3 separate regions of the Anser cygnoides genome follow, and regions 1 and 2 are each linked to region 3. A link is a contact called in public Hi-C data. All regions are on one chromosome and are shown on one strand. The core of a region is the stretch at or near the end of the contact, and the rest is flanking DNA. Distances in the headings are between cores, read along the strand shown.

Region 1 (3,312 bases), core at 240-2,739, 160 kb after region 3:
CCACAAGAAGTTGGGAAAACAAAAATGATCAGTTACAGGTTCTGTGCCCATATATTTAATGAAATTTCACCATAGAGTGGCTGACATTAACCCAGCCTCTTCTAGCTTTTGCTGCTATCTCCTCATATTTTTGCTAGGAGTTTCTCCCAGGAGTAGAGCCACAGAGCAAGGTACAGTCCTTGCATATACACATTAAGACCTCAGTGCCCACTGAACCTTGGCTGCACCCCTCTGTGCTGATTAAGCACATTAAGCGTCTCTTTGGGGTGCATCACCTCAGTGGTGTGGCTTGTGGGTTTGGGCCTGATGAGGTACTTCTGGAGCCATTTGCAAATGGCTGGGGGATTAGGACCTTGACGTGAAGAAGAGGGTGTACTGATACAATAGCACCAGAAAACCCTACAGTGCTTTGGAAGGGCTTCCTTCCCTCTCCAAAGGCTATCTAGACTCCTCCTGTGACAGGTGGCCAAAATCAGAGGGTGCAAATAAACCCACCGTCCCTGTGCAAAACAGCATGTGGCAGGACAGTTTGTCATAAAGCTTACAAACAATTCCTCCATTTTACTCTCCTGTTACCCTCACCTTCCCTCTCTTAGCACCTCTGTGAAGTAGAAGTTTTTCCAGCATTTCAGACAAAAATCATATGAGATTGCTCATGAATCATGCAATTCCCCTAATCCCTAGAAAATATGGTATTGCTGAAAGAGAATCATGACATTTGGACTACAGGTCCCATACTTTAAACACATACCAAATTTTTTTCTCTCTCATTTAAAAACAGCAGCAACAGAACAAATGTTAGAGATCAGATTCTTCACTGCAAAGCTGTACAAAAGAGGGATACATGTTACTGGTTTAGAATAGCTGGTGTGAAGTGGTGGAAAAGGAAACATCTGGTACCTAATGAGATGTTACAAGCTTGTATTTTGCAATGAAAGTACACAAATTCGAGAGGAAAATAGACTCATAGAGCCTGAAGCCAGGAAAATCCAGCGAGCAATGGATTGATCTTTAGGCCTTCAACATCAATAGGACTATTCATGCGTTTAAACGTTACATGTGTATTTTAGCACCTGGCTGAGTTAGAACCTTAGATAGCAAATTGGGAATTTGCTGCTTGTTTTCAGCCTGCAGAAAAGACAACCCATTTTGTGAGCCTCACTGATTACCCTAGTTTATAATCTCCTTAATATCATAAGTTCCACAAAGATACATTTTGTTCCCTAGAGCTCCCCAGAAATCAGCTAAGCATATGGACTGCTTGCTTACACCTACTACAGAAGGCTGAGTATTGAGGATTTATATATTTTAGTCTATGTGGTGTAAATATGTATAAATTTATATTGTGTTAATTTATGGCATACACTACAGAAGGTTTTGCGTGAGCTACATTGCATTCCTTCCCACGTTTCTGCTGAAATATTCATCTTCGGGTCTTTTTCTCCATGTTTTCCTTAGTCTCGCCACAGATGTTTGGGCAGCTTGCGTTAGAAGGGAATGTGCCTCAGAAGTACATTTAGGAATTTAGGTGATGAGAATACCAAACTCAACTGTGTGGCTACAGCCTGAGAGGATTAACAGGCTTGGTGAACACTCACCAATGTCTCAGACCTGCCTTCTGATACACTGGCACGCATCGCAACGTAGCTCATCGATTCAGCACCACCAAGCCAGACACCCAGTGCACGGAGAGCTGCTGTCTCCAGCACTGCCAAACTAGTGCCTGACAAACATTGCGTTCACACACAAAACATGGATACATAAAGCTGCCGTGCCAAAAGAAGGCCTGATTCTCGCAAGAACAGGCACCTGTATATCAACAAACTGCACTCAGCAGCACCACAAGCAGTCCCTCCCATCTGCCTCCACGCAGCGCTGGAGAATGAAAAGGCATTAACGCGTCCCGCTCTCTTTGTGATCAATAAGGCTCTTGCTGCTCGCTCAACGAGAGCAAGGTCGAGCCATTGGGCCAAAGCATAACCCTTATCTCCTGCTGAGTCCTTATCACAAGTCTATCAACGCAGCCTTTGTGCACAAGGACTGGCGGTGGCCCAGGAGTCTCAGTGCCAAATCGCGGCAGTATTAAAAGCCTGCTGCCGGCCATAACGTCCAGGGAGAGGTACGAAGACATACAGAAAACTTAATTAAAGCGTGACCTAATCAAAAGAAGTGGGTCTCTACACAATGTTTATTTGCTTACATTCGAGTTGAGCATCAACACATTGCATTTCGCTGACTTACTGGAATATAAAAATGCACAACTACATGAATTGTACCAGAGGGAGTTACCTAAATAAATTAATAAATCATATATAGCTATTTAAATCTTTCAGCTATTACAGAGCTGCAAATGCAACACATAGTACTGACAGAGAGGAATGAACGAAAGGACACATCTGCAAGTATTTTCTCATACACACCTGAAAATTACCTTGAATTTTATTTTTGACCCATTTTCCTGTTCATTGTCCAAAAGCGTTTCTGTGTCCTGTATTTATGGCAACATACTGGGAGACCTGGGTTCAAAGTCCAGCACTGCTTCAGATTCTCTATCTAATTCTGGGAAAGTCACTTTCTCCTTTGAGGCCCTCTGGGAAAAAACAGGGTTGCAGACATTTTTCTCCAGTTCTTTTTGCTTTTCTGGTCTATTTTGGATAAGGGACAGATTTTAAAAGGTATTCTGATAGCTGAAGCTGTAACCAGTGTTCCTGGCAATCCCATCAGTCACTTTGCTTTGCCCTTGAGAATGACAGCAAATACCCCCTATCTCGAAGTGCCTACAGATCTTCACCAGATCTGACCCTACACTCTGGGATAGCATGTCCAACACAATTTGTACATTGCTCAGCATAGGGGTGGCAATGTTTCACAGGGTGATACTAGAAGAGTAAAACATACAGTGGTAAAGACCCACAGATTTTAGCAGAACTTAGTTTAATTTTACCAGATAGTTTCAGTAGTATTTATGGCGGAACTATTCTACACAATAGCAGATACACCCCAAAACGCTTTTTCAGCATTTACTTTACAGAAGGTGAATAATAATAATTTAGCAGACTAAATTTGCAGTAATTCAGTGAGGGTGCAGATTACATTACCCTGCCACATTGCTGTACAGAGGCTTACCTACATCAAACGTTTTTCTGGTTTTATTTCATAAATAGGCCAATGCAAGCCTATAGTAAAATAGTCCACAAACAAAACCACAATTTTCAGATTACAGCCACTTTTCTACCTCACCCCTGTCAGTCCAACTCTTTCCAAACCTACTGCTATGGTCCTTCTCGTTTCATACACTGGAAGTGTCCCATA
Region 2 (3,141 bases), core at 116-2,615, 130 kb after region 3:
AATTCCTAAAAACCCCCAGCCAAACCAAAACATGGTCTGGAAGATTTTACATTATTTTTCAATGTCAGTGTTGAAGACTTAATAACCACAGAATGTGCTCTGTGGTCTTTATTAATTTCGTATCATCAGCAAACACTGTTTTCTGGCAAACATTTTTGCTAAAAACATCTTAACTTGAATTTTCCTCCGTGCCAATGTACAGGAGACTTTGCTCCAAGTAGGAAAATCTACATCACGGGATACATAAACCCTGCATGCAGTATTTAATTAGAAATTTTTGACCAAAATTTACCAGTTACCAGTGTCTGAATTAAGCCACAGATAACATTGCTTTAGACAGAGCAATCTGAACCAAACAATTGTAACCCTATCAGGTCGCAGGCAGGGGGGAAAAGCCATCTAGTGGACAAAAACGCAACTATACAACAGAAAATATTTTCACACACGAAGCTTTTGCTGGAGTTTTTTTTTTTCCATACTTCATCTGCAATACCACTTATCTAGGAATCCTCCAGAAGTTTCTGGGAAATCAGAGCTTACTGGAGAGCAACAACGTATTCTAAGCACAGGTTTTTGGCAGATTCTGTGATTTGCAATTGTCATAAAACTTCTCAGTGGTTTTGCTCCTCCTACCCCTCACATCGAAATTTATCAGCATATTTCTTCTTTCAATGCCGTGAGGGCCATCAGTCGGCTGAATATCTTATCACTAGATTCAACACTGTGTGCCAAGCAGACTGGCATTGCACAGGGTTTAAATAGCTGAGCTAATATTTAAACTTTTGTCCCCTCTGATCCCTGCAAAATAATGAGAAGAGACTTTGTGACTCTGTAAACAGACGAGCTGGACGGTGCTCGGGGAGGCTCGCGCTAAAATTATCCTGGAGGTCTGCAGGACGCGAGGTGTGGGGAGCACCACGCGGACGCTACCCCTCCAGCATCATCTCCTTTTTAACCTAAAAAGCAGGCAGAAGGGAACGAACTCTCCTCCCGACGTCGTTTGCAGCACTCACTGGCCTTTGCTGAAACGCTGCCTACCAGGGCCGTGGTGGCCTGTGCAGTGAGTTAAGCACCTGAATATATCCCCAGCAAACCAGCCTAGCTGTGCTCGGCTCTCCTCTGCTTTCTTTTGCGCTGGTGGCCACGGGGGAACAAACGTACCAGCTTTTTAATGTAATATTCTTGGAGGCCCAGCCCCCAGATTCACCCTCCTCTACCACAAAGTTCACAGCGTTTAGCCAGGCACTTTCAGCTAATCTCGAAGAGCAGATAATGATCAGTCATGCCCGGGCAAGCCAAAGTATTGAAGCCAAAGTATAATTTCTGTGGGATTACAGCAACCCAAACCACCATCATCAGAGACTATCCTGGGATGATGCAAACAAACATCTGTAACTCCTGCTGCTCCAGGCGAAATACTGCAGCGGGATTAGTGACCTGGTCTAATGCTCAAACAGCAGGTTTTGTTCCCCTTCCCGCACCCCTTTTGTCTGAGCTAATATATAACCCCAGAAACCCTGGCCTTTCATTAAAAAGGAGATTAAAAAGATAATCTTTCTCCACAGCTGGTTTCAGGAGCATCCCATGCAATGACTTCTACCCAAGTCGCCTTTGCCGGGGCGAGCATTTACCAGGAGGCCATTAACCCTGCACACGCATTGGATACACCACGTAAGCAGCAGCCACCTCCTCACGCTGCTCCTGTGTCTGCCCCAGCGTGAGGAACATCTCATGCATCACTTTTGAAGGAGCCACCTCGCCGTGCCCAGATGACCCCCGTGTCGCTGGGTCATGAGACAAGGCAACGGCAGCTCCCAAACTACCTTCCACAGACCTTCTCCGCCGCCTCTTATTCATCCCCTTCCTAATGAATCACAGCCCTTTCTCTCTCCTCTTAATAACCAAATAAGGATTTCAGGGCTTGGCCCATTCAATGCATTCTGTGTTTTAATACAGACAGGAACAGAATACAAAATACTGCCAAAAGTTAAGCAGCAGGGGCAACCTTTCTGCTATTTGCATGTCTACAGTTCCCGATTCAACAATGCCGACTTGCTGTTATGCACGACCGCAAGGCAAGGAATTCATAAACAATAATAATAACTCTCCAACTAGCCATGCAGAACTGCAGGACTGGCGCAGAGCAGGAAAAAAAAATGCTGCTTTGCTCCTTTACAAAGCTTGCAATATAAACTTTGCACTGTCAGTTTAAAAGTTTGGCATCTGCGTCTGCAAATGGGGAGGAACCCATTTTCAGATACTTGTGAAATATAAACTTCAGCTGTTGCCAAGCTCAGAGCTAGATTTGCTCCTTTTTATTTTTAAGTTTCCTGAATATGTGAAGAAACCCACAAAGCCGTTTTAGAGTTGTGTAGCTATGAAAAATGTACACGCTTCTGTTTTTTTTTTTTAAGCAGCACGCTCAATCATTGTAATTATTCCTTGAGAATGCTTTTTAAAAAACAGAACCGTGGCTATTTTTCACAGCTACAAAACCCTAAAACAGCTCTAGAGCTTTCTGTGAAACTTAACAAAAAAATTGCCTTTCAGCTAAGAACAGTAAAAATAGATCAAAAACCAATTAGCTGGCCCACATGGCAGAAGACAGGTGTGCTTTGGATGTGGTATTTATACAGAATCCAGATAATCATTTTTTCCCTTTCATACAGATTCCTGAGGACTATAAATATCACAAACATCTTTTTGCCAATGCCCGTCACATCCAGTTAAAACACTGTCCACTCGAAGAATAACCTTAGGACGCAGCCTGAAACATTTCATCCTGCCTCCTACCGAGCTCTGAAACTGAATTAACATTAAAAGCAGCAGACTGATGGGTGAATTATGGTAACAAGCCTTCAAAAGCAAAACCCAGTAAACTCCTTTAGAAAGCGCAGCCAGAGAGAAGGCTGGGAACGCTGAAACCAATTACAACTGCTTTAGTGTTACACCTGTTTAAATGAATGCCAAATCCAGCCCAGAATTATTTACATTATGTTATTAACAAAGGGACGTATGAGTAATGGGAAAACAGAAGTGGTTTATGCAAAACAGGCTCTACTGAAACCAGCTAAAAACTCCAGGTACTTGCGGCAGAAAACAAAGGCTGGGGTCAGGCGTGCTGCTCTGCCTGTCCCGGGG
Region 3 (3,071 bases), core at 48-2,547:
CACTGAAACCTGAAATTCTCACTAAGACACAGACCGAAGGATTTCAATGCCCTTTGCACATAAAGAACTGGACAGTTTTTTACATCTTAACTGCTTTTAACAGTCTCTAGGATCTTGCACATTAGGAGTCCCCAGGCATTATGCAGCAATATCCATAGGCAAACACTGTAGGAGAAGACCTGAAAAGTCCACAAAATAGTGAAATGTATTTCAACAATACAAAGCACACATTCCCAGAACTCAGAAAGAGAAATTCTAGTCCATATTATTCATTAGTTTCAAACACAAGCTACCAGAGAAACTTCTGCCACAAAAAGAAGTGGAAAATACAGAATCGTACCGAGGTGTCTATAAGTCTATGATTTCCTAAGATCAATTCATTGCAGCAATTAATTGATCTTATCAGTCTTTCATAGTCTTTATTAGACCACAAATTCATACAAATGATTAACTTCTACCACTGCTTTCAGTACAGATCTGCTTAAGGACAAGTCTTCGGCACGTTCCTCAGTTTCATACTAATCTTGCAAATGTGCCAGTATACTAAGAAGAGAGGAACAAAAAAACCCAACCCAAATCCTGATACTAAACAGCAAATGCTAGGCCAGAAATGCACTAGTTGTTAGGAAGAAAATACCAACAGTAGAACTAAAAATAGCTCTTCAATCATTTGTCTTTTCAAACCTCTCTATTCCTTCTTTTCGGGATCCATGCTTGTCATAACTGACTGTTTCTTATGCTTGCTCTGGGGTGTCTCAGAGCTTGTTTCCACTGAGATAAAAATATGCCTTTTTCTCAACCATGTTATTAGCAATCATAGCAAGTGGTTTTAATTCTTTTTCCTCCATGACCTTTCTCGAGTTCTGCCTACTGTTTATCTAAAAGCAAAAGCTGGTTGATGCTTATCACATTTTTTATTTTATCAAGTATTCAAATGAAAAGTGATGCTACCTCTTATTCTAACGTATATGCAAGCCAATTGTAGTTGGGGGGCAGGGAAGATGGAGGTTTCCCCATTGGCAAAGCTGTGCCGTACCTGTTTTTCCCATTTACTAATTTTTTTTTTCATATCACAGCAACTTCTGTTTTACTTTTTTTTTTTTTTTTAAATGTGACTTGTTATCAGAAACAATTTGCTTGGACTCACAAAAGTCAGCTTTTAGGCTACTCCAACTTAAATTGTAATGACAGCCAAAGTAACAAGGCAGCAGAACTATCAAAAGTCACCTGTCAAAACAAGAGTATGTAAATACCGGTAAAAGTCAATAAACTCTGCATCTTTTGTGACACAGTGGCATTTCGTGATAGTTATTCCTCCCTAATAATTAACAGATGACAGTTCAGCTTTAAAACAAGGACAGTCTGTAATCAGTGACCCATCTATGCTGCTCAACCATCTGATCTGTCTCAAGGTCACTGTCTTTAGTAACTTGGTAAGAATTACATCATCTGTCCTAGTATAGGGCACTTACATCATCGATCAATACCTGAGATCCGAGGATTGTCAACAAATTCATGTTAGGGATGAGTTACAACTGGGCAGATACCACAAAAATGACACTCCTGTTCGGTCCAACCCACATCCCCATTAAGACTACATTATAAAACTATCAACTCTATCACTATCATTTGTATCACAGTGGGAACTGAGTGCTAAGCAAGATGGGGTGGAGGAGGTGCCACAGCAGCATACCCTTTGCAAAGACACAACAGCCTTTGGTTTGAAGAGCTTGCAGCAGCCTGAAGTGACAAGAGCAACGGAGGGTGGGAGCAAGAGTTGTAAGCAGATGGCAGCAGACCACATGTTATTTCAGTAAGCCTTTGGTGGCGGTTCAGTTTGAGGCGCAGTCACGTGTTCACCTCCAACAGTGATAAGTGTTTTAAGCTATTTTAGTTTCCTTTGCCTTGAAACAGACCTGGCAGACGCAGACGGCAAGCTAAGGCGTCCCAGTGGAAGATGTGCAAATGGACAGCCGCTGGGTCGTTCCCTCCCCTACAGCTGGTTTGGGAGCGTAACGTGAGACGACACATTCAGAGTGGAAGAGATCAATTCAGCAGAAGGTCTGGGAAAAAGAGGATAAAGATGAGCCACTTAAGAGTGAAATTGAGCAAAATGAGAGCTAGACTGAACCACGAATCAGCCTAGGTCACAGCGGGTCTATGTATAGCTTAGGCCCAGAGTCGGTCTCTTGGGTGCATTTGCAATGGTGCCTCTTCTGGCCGAGGTCTTCTGGAAGGGGAAACTCCTTGATTCCCGCTTACAGGAAACTGTTAGAGAGCTGGAGCTTGCTCTACCCACCTTTGCTCATCCAGGGTTTTGAACAGCACTTAGGACAAGGGTAGACCGAGCGAAGCCCCACTAAAATGCTTCGGCAAAGACACCTATAGTAAGATTCAATAAAAGGTGGTAACTCACACATGGGGGAAGAGATAATGTACAGCAATACCTAGAGGCACTGACCTACTTGGCTCCTGTACAGGCATACAGCAAATGACGGTTCCTGTCTCAAATACAAAGAGCAATACTTGGAATAGGAGTCCCAGGGAGAGAGAACACCAAGCCGACATTTTCACCCCTGGATACATTAAATTAGGTACCAATCCATACTTCGGGACCTACATAGCTGGCCTCCTTCACAGTAGTGCTGCGTGCACCCAGAGGCCCATTAAGGTAACGTGAAGGGTTGCAGATGACTTGCATGCTCTGGAAATCAGGCCAGGACTAACCAGATTCAATGCCTCTGACCTTAACAGACACGGTTGTGAAATGCAGACGAGACCCTAGCACTAGCATGGAAATTATATGAGGTTTCTAAAGCACAGATCAGATGCTGAATCTTACAAATACATATGCTGTAGCTGCGTGTCCTGAGATGTCTCTAAGGGCAAGGCCATTTTAAATGCTGACTTTTAAAACACTTGATTTTGCAGAGTGTAACTCCATAACCTGAAGGACAGATCACCTTCTTGTCCTCAGGCAGAATTTTACTGTCACATACACACAGTGGATATATTTGCTGCACATCACTCAGTCTTCTCCCTATACACAAACAGACACACATTGGTCATCT

What was found. A called contact is a pair of places that touch in the nucleus more often than the background predicts.
Region 1: a contact with region 3 is called in a Hi-C map of liver, with 4 times the contacts expected there. The contact joins two enhancer-like sites. A contact is called at or near these places in 2 of 7 Hi-C or Micro-C datasets (both in liver).
Region 2: a Hi-C map of liver shows a contact between it and region 3, with 5 times the contacts expected there. The contact joins two enhancer-like sites. A contact is called at or near these places in 2 of 7 Hi-C or Micro-C datasets (both in liver).

Annotation. Positions count from the first base shown.
Region 1 is chr2:54,714,127-54,717,438 of Taihu_goose_T2T_genome, forward strand. The region is part of intron 3 of LOC125182079 (a long non-coding RNA gene); the gene reads right to left. Among named protein-coding and RNA genes, the nearest start is that of STMND1, 52 kb to the right of the region's middle. Within about 2 kb of position 1,490, at least 1 of the 3 cell types and tissues checked has open chromatin away from gene starts, as enhancers often do. A contact at or near this core is called in liver, where this site is marked.
Region 2 is chr2:54,689,481-54,692,621 of Taihu_goose_T2T_genome, forward strand. All of the region lies in intron 3 of LOC125182079 (a long non-coding RNA gene), which reads right to left. Among named protein-coding and RNA genes, the nearest start is that of ATXN1, 33 kb to the left of the region's middle. Within about 2 kb of position 1,366, at least 2 of the 3 cell types and tissues checked have open chromatin away from gene starts, as enhancers often do. A contact at or near this core is called in liver, where this site is marked.
Region 3 is chr2:54,556,029-54,559,099 of Taihu_goose_T2T_genome, forward strand. All of the region lies in intron 4 of ATXN1 (ataxin 1), which reads right to left. Among named protein-coding and RNA genes, the nearest start is that of ATXN1, 100 kb to the right of the region's middle. Within about 2 kb of position 1,298, at least 2 of the 3 cell types and tissues checked have open chromatin away from gene starts, as enhancers often do. A contact at or near this core is called in liver, where this site is marked.